2 separate regions of the Bicyclus anynana genome follow, and region 2 is linked to region 1. A link is a contact called in public Hi-C data. All regions are on one chromosome and are shown on one strand. The core of a region is the stretch at or near the end of the contact, and the rest is flanking DNA. Distances in the headings are between cores, read along the strand shown. Region 1 holds the start of LOC112044916 (gamma-glutamyl hydrolase A). Region 2 holds the start of LOC112044951 (epimerase family protein SDR39U1).

Region 1 (3,640 bases), core at 531-3,030:
ACGTCTTTTTTGACGGTATCTAATTAAGATTAAATTGCTGTTGATTGTTCATTTGTTGCAAATTAAAGTAAGTAAGTGAAAAAATGTGAACAAAAAGAATTGTGTGGTTTTATGTAACAATAGCTTTGGCTGCTATTCTGACCGCATTTCACTCAAGTTTCACTTTATTTACTGATTACTCCTACTCTGCGTCCGGCTGTGACATGCGACATGCGAAAGATGGACTAAAAATTTGAGACGATGGAAAAGGCTTCACTTTATTCTGAACAAAATAACCAGAGTCACCAAACCAAAGTTCAAACTCCACAATTGGCTACTGTACTTACGTATGGTTATAGGAGTATAAAGGTGACTAACTTTCAGCCATCCTAAAATAGGGTGTGACGTGTAACTGATTGTCCCAAGCTCTCGGCCTTTCGATCTAACTGTTCAATTGGCCTAAACATAGATGATACATTATATACTGTCTAATTTGTGTTCAAAGATTTTATAATAATAGAGATATGTCACTAGTGCGTTAAAACTGTGGCAAACAATTCAAACAAATAATACCTAAATATTGTATACCATGTCAAGTTGTGTGTTATGGAACTTAAACTGTAAATACATAAATATAAATTGGAATTAAACACAAAATTGTGCATGAGTGTGCTCAGGGGAGTAGCTAAAGGACATTTTTTTATGGAGGTTGGGCCTTTATTCCGAGTGTCAACTAAGCAGAACAAATTATATTTATCATAAAAAACCATAAAATTTATGGGCTTAAAACCTAAAATATTTTTTTTTGGAACCCGTTTTTTTTATTATTGTATTTTTTTCATTAGCTGACAATATTAATTAGGTTTTTTTATTATGGCAACATGCTTGTAACTCACACCCTGACAGATTGTTAGTAATCTTCGCATAGTCGTGTTTGTAGAAAGCCTTTAACATTTCAAGGATTTTTTTTTTGTTTCATGCTTCTCTGTCTACGATTTAAAAATTCTTTTTAACTTGTGTCATATTGACATTTGACAATATTACATGACATAGACCTTATTTATTAAACAGCCTACACCGGATATTAATTTAATTCCTAGTGTTTTAATAGCTGTTTTGAACACTTTTACTGTATTGTCAATGTTTAATTTGTAGACAAGGGAGCGAAACCATTAAAACACTAGGTATTTTTACCTAGTGTTTTAATAGTTATGAAAAATTAAATTGTAGACAGAGAAGCAATGAACAAAAAAGTCCATTTATTGCTTCAATAAAAACGCCAGCCGAGATTTCGCAACATTGTATTTTATTATATACATAGCATTTAATAAACCTTGATGAAAATACTTGCTTTCTAGTTTGCTAATTTCATGTTTTACTAAACAAAAAGTTGTAGACCATGTTTATGCCACTTAACTACAGAAGCCGCAGAAACCGGCATATTTAGGAAGCTCTTAATATGACTAAAACTATTACATCAAGGAACAATCGATTCTATAGTTTATTTAATTTGTTTGAGTTATTGCTAACACTAATCAACTTTTCCGAGACCGAGAGTATTCCTTTCATTCCTCTTACCATAGACGGTCTTAGACAAATTCACAGATTATAGAAACAGTGTTGTTGTAATTTGACAGAACTAAAAAACCAACCTCAGATATAATTTTTGCTGGATAATCTAAGCTTTTGTTGCCACTCATTATTATTATATTACAGATCTCTTAGTATTAAAATGAATATCATTAGAAATGGACAAAAGAATATCACTATCACGTCACATTCTGATATACTCGTAGTCTCAATTAACTGCAAAACGTTTATTGTAAGCAAACAATAAGGATCAATAAAGTTAACAGAGCGCATGCGTGTTTTTTAAAATGCAGATACTATAACACCTATATTTTGACGACCTCTCTAGCGCAGTTAATATTGACGTGGTTCTCAACAGATAGGTCCTAGGTTTGATTCCCAGATTGGGTCAGTTTGGGATTTTATAACTTTTGAATTGGCTTAGGTCTAGTCCTGGTAGCAGGCCGTAGCTAGTCACCCTACTGTAGTACCCTACTGGAAAAACGAACTGCCAAGCGTTCTGCTACGATGCCGAGTTGAAAGCGCTGGTAATTGTACCTCTTCCAAGTAAGCTCACTTACATCTTCAACTGCATCATCACTTAACATCAGGTGTGATCGTAGTCAAGGCCAAATATTCGTAGACGAAGTAAATCCGGATTTATATATGTCTAACGTGTCGTGTCGTGACGCATCAGAAAAGAATCGTACATATATATCATACATTAGATATGGCAACGTTTAAATATATGTGTTGTGACATGTCGTGATGGCTTCTGATGTTTTGTTCTGATGCGTCACGACACGACACGTTAGACAAGTGTAAATCGGGCTTTAGTTAAACTTGTCAGACAAGATAAATCATAAGATCTGAAAAAACGGCCACGCATCATGTCACCGAATAACGAATCGATTATTTACAGAATTCATGTTTAAGATAGTATACTATTTTTTGAGAATGCTATAAACATTATTTTGATTTTTTTTTCACTGCCCACATCCTTTACTTTAGTATTTTAGTCGTATACGAACAATTTTTGGATTTACCGCCCAAAACTCGTCCGTACTCGACTAAAATAATAAAGTAGTGCGAACTAGGTTTAAGCAGACTTGATCGAAAACTTGACCGTGTGTTGTTGGCGTAAGGCGCAATATCTTGTTCTCAATTACAAAATTATTTTTATTATCTACAGTCACATTTGTGATTATTTCACTGGGCAACATTGAAGATACCTCGTCAAAAAAGAAAAATGCCGCTGCAAAAAAGAAACGTAATGTTAAAGGTACTCTAATAAATATTGTCGTTCTCGTTTATATCTTCTGTAATATATTTAAACACATAGTTAAAGTGAAGTGACGTTAATTGAGATAACAAGAGAACGAGATAATGAACTCATTTTTTATAAACAAGGCGTTTAAAAAATACGTTGTGTTCTAGGTTGGTTTCCTGCGTTGACAAGGAAATTCGCGTATTTTCTTTTGTAATTCAAGTTTATTGAAATAAGATGTACGAAATGGTAAGAAATGTCCTTTTTATGTATAAACATCTTGTTATGAAAGCGATGATTAGAACTCGTGAATGATTAAGGTTTACACTCGTATCACTTTGTTCCTTTTTCAGAATACGGCGGAACCTATGCAAGTGGACGTTCCACTTGAAGACAATGAGAACAATGAAACAGAGTGTTATGTCGTAGAGAATCCTACATTAGACTTGGAAACATATGCTGCATCATATACTGGGTTTGCTAAGTTGTACAGACTCATGTTTGTAGCAGACCACTGCCCTTCTTTAAGATTAGAAGCTCTCAAAATGGCTATATCATACGTCATGACTACATATAATGTAAGTCTTTACCAAACACTTCACAAGAAGCTCGCTGAAGCCATAGCGTCAGCTGGTCTGCCGGATGTAGCCGTGCAGATGGGCTCACAGGACATCCCTGTGCTCGACTCCATATGGGTGGAATCAAAAACTAAAAAGGCTGCCATAAAGTTGGAAAAATTAGATACAGATCTTAAGAATTACAAAACAAATTCTATTAAAGAAAGCATCAGAAGAGGACACGATGACCTCGGCGACCATTACCTGG
Region 2 (3,640 bases), core at 816-3,315, 140 kb after region 1:
ACAACACCAGATCTGATTATAACCTGAAAACATTTTTTATCTGTTTTACAGTTCATAAAACAAAATCTGTACTGTATTATTGAAATTATTGTTTTTTTTATATATGTACTTTCAACTTGGCAATCTGCAATTCTGTCAAACATCTGCAAAAGGCAATAAGCCATTCATGTATCTGATAGCATGATATAAGGATTTAGGAGCTAGTTTGCTGCAGATTCCCTGTCAGCAGCTCCCCCTATGGCTTGTTGTGGAAATCTGTTCCACAGGTCTGGAATGCTGTCTTTGTAGCCAAGTAAAAGACTCAGAGCCCATGCAAGCTCATTTGTGTGGACTGTCAGTCTCTCCTGATACCTCAGGTTGCACTATGATATTTCGTCACATACAGTTTGTATGCCAATGTTGCGGTACATGAATGAAAACTATTAAAAAACAAATTATGACTAAATAAATGCATTTACATCAGCCTGTATCTGTCCACTGCTGGAGATAGGCCATTCAGAGAGCATGCCACCACACACAATCACTAACCACTACCTTCTTACGATCACTAACATAGTCGGGAATTAAAGCATGTACACATTATTTTCAAAGTTTTTGTCATCATCAAGCATAGATATAGCAGGATAATTCTTAAGTAAAATATCAGTTTAATTTTGTTATTTCAGGTTTCAAATGACTTTTCTTTGAACAGCACTACATTTAGCAATCTTCATTGCAGACAAATGTAGTGCAACTTTTAAGTAGTAGTTACTTTAATAGTATCCATAGTGGAATGTTATCCATATTGTCAATTATTAAAAAATATAGTCAATATTATGTGGTTGTAGAATAACCAATCTTACCACTTACAGGTCTCACAGGTGGATCAACATAAGCAGCTTTTTCCCAGTCAACAAGTAATTTTGAAAAGAAATCTTGCCCTGTTGAAGGGCTTGACTCATCATATCTGTTTGTTTCAGAAGGCTCGTAAGCCCCAACACCAGTTACTAACACAAACACCTTGGGTTTTTTTTGACTCTTATTTATAACTGTGGCTAATGATCTCGTTGTGAAAATCCGAGAGTTATACACATTCTGTTTAAATCTGAAACATATCAAACATAAGTACCTTAGTGACATGTTTATTATGTGGATGTGGGCTTATAGTCATGTGGCACATCAATTTTCTTTCTACAAATACTAACTTTTCGCTTTGAAAACTAACAAAATGTATGTGAATGACAGATCTGATTGATTACTTGATCATGTGGCATGTCGATAGCAAATGTCATTCCCATACATTTTTCAATTTTCAAAGTGTTAGCATTTGTAGAAAGATAATCAACGTGGCACATGGCTACATGCCCTGGCTTAACACCAAAGTGTACATGAGACAGTCGCATAAAGTATTCTAACAATCTGTGCAACTTTCGTAACTTTTTAGACAGGCACAGAATACACAGTCTGCCCACACAGCCTGCTATCAGTGGCGTGCATAACGATTTTAACTAGGGTATGCACTTTATGTACAAATTATACAAAATGGGAAATTCCTTCCACAACGCACGGTTCGTAATGAGTCTTCAGGGTAGGCAAGGCATATTTACGTCTATTATATAGCAATTTTGAAATCCCTACATACTTTTGAAATTGGAGAACGTACCTTTCATTCTCTTTCATAGTCGGGTAACTATGAAAGAGAATGGGACTCTAGTGCACATATGAATAATGAGGTCATTGTCCTCATGTGCACAGAGTCCTCTAGTAAATATGACTATGGTTATATATAAATTAATGCAATTTATAGTTGATGTGTGTTGTTTGTGGCTGTGTGTACTATATGATGGACTTACCCTGGCGTCCATGATTTTGTAAAATCCATAAAGTGTTGTCCAGCAAGATTCACAACAGCAGTGGTGTCCGGTGGCAATCCAGAACTTTCTACTGCAGTCCAAGATATGCTAGTGGCAGCTGGCATTCGAGATACATTCACAACATTATAATTGCTTGCCTTAAGAAGCTTATTCAGTCGTTTCCCTACAAAGCCTGTTCCCCCACCTGATATAAATAAAATAAAACTTATAATATAGAAAAATAACAGTTAAAAAAGTAACTTTATTGACCTACATTTAACTGAATTTAACACAACTTGTACAATGCAACTTCTTGTTATTTTTGGTCATATTTATAGTTTTCATGTTAATGAATATCACGGTGATAGAGATATCAATAATATTAAAGCTTACCAACTAATACTGTGCTAGTTGCCATTTTTATTAATTGAGGTTATGTAATCTTCTTAGGTTCCTATGAAGTTAAATAGGAATTATTTAAATAGCTCCCTTTAAAAACTAAACAAACTAACACGTAATTACAACATAAATATGTAATTCGACATACATCTATTAAAATTTAACATTCAATAAACATTTTACCGGCCGATAAACTAATTATAGTAATTAAGTCAGCCTTTGACGGTCAATTATTTTCACGTTTCTGCAGCGCAACGCAAACGGCAGCGAAGACGTTTCATAGGTCGAGCCTGACAAATACACGATCAGTTATAGTCGTGGGTGCTGCAGAATCTTGAGAATAATTGATCGTTAATGGCGTGCGTTATCTGATCGGAAATCGGAATGGGATCGTGTTGTATTGTATTTGTAATACTTATTACTTATTACTAAATTATTTCTAAATAAATATAATCTGACATCTGTCATCAGTTGAACTGTGTTTGAGGAGTATTAGTGTTCTGTGGTTTGAGAGCACAGTTAGCCGTAATATTATGTACTCACCTGTGCAAAAGGACTAGAGCTTAGAGCCCAGATCCATAATTATAAAAAAAATTGTACTTTTGTATTTATTATTCTGTGTAATTGTGTATTCTGTGCTTTTGACAAAGAGTAAATTAATATGGCTTTTGACTTTGACTTTGACTTTGAATATTGACGTCTGCGGTCTGTGCTTTTTCTCATCATTTTCTTCAGTTTTCTTTTTATCTATTCTTTAATATTAAAACTATTTACTGAGTTATTTAAATTTAGCTAAATCCTATTTAAGAAAATGGCTGATCCAGAGTTGGATAAAATAAGGCAGCAGCGCTTGGCACAATTACAGGCCCAACATGGGGTAAGTTAGCTTGCATGAGGTTGATGTCATTAACAGCTAAAAACACATAATATAAAAATAATTTCCCTGTTTAAACCCTATTAATTGTTCGGCCTTAACATGCCTAAATTGTAGAAATTCGCTGATGTGGAAGTATAGTTTGTTATATGAAATTTTATTAATATAACCAATAAACTATTATTTATTTAAAACTAGCGGACCCGTCAAGCTTCGCTTTGACTTATGTGCACTTCTTCCCTATCCCTACACTACATTACTCAACACCTACCCTTCCCCTACCCTATCCCTACCTTACCCCTACACTTCCCCTACCCTACCCCTACTCTACCTCTACCCTACTCCTACCCCTACTTAAAACTCAAACGTTTATATGGGAAATAGAAAAGGGTTGATTTTATGGTTTTCCCAGCAATTATTCTAATTTTTCTCACCTTTTAAACCTTCCCTATACCTCCACGAACATTTCAAGACCAAGATAAGATAAAGCCGTTCAGCCGTTCTCGAGTTTAAGCGAGACTAACGAACAGCAATT

The links. Hi-C and Micro-C count contacts between places; a contact is called where the count stands out from the background.
Region 2: a Hi-C map of whole body shows a contact between it and region 1, with 3 times the contacts expected there. The contact joins the promoter of LOC112044951 here to the promoter of LOC112044916 in region 1. A contact is called at or near these places in 2 of 2 Hi-C or Micro-C datasets (whole body and whole larva).

The regions. Positions count from the first base shown.
Region 1 is chr15:3,260,648-3,264,287 of ilBicAnyn1.1, forward strand. LOC112044916 (gamma-glutamyl hydrolase A) reads right to left here and starts at 1,781. Exons shown (of 7, transcript XM_052885863.1): 1 at 1,632-1,781. The coding sequence starts at 1,679. LOC112044919 (COP9 signalosome complex subunit 1) reads left to right here and starts at 2,749. Exons shown (of 4, transcript XM_024080927.2): 1 at 2,749-2,830; 2 at 2,986-3,064; 3 at 3,169-3,640. The coding sequence starts at 3,053.
Region 2 is chr15:3,401,381-3,405,020 of ilBicAnyn1.1, forward strand. It overlaps LOC112044951 (epimerase family protein SDR39U1), which reads right to left and starts at 2,066. Exons shown (of 4, transcript XM_024080965.2): 1 at 1,833-2,066; 2 at 850-1,084; 3 at 1-23. The coding sequence starts at 1,957. It overlaps LOC112044941 (programmed cell death protein 5), which reads left to right and starts at 2,911. Exons shown (of 3, transcript XM_024080958.2): 1 at 2,911-3,108. The coding sequence starts at 3,043.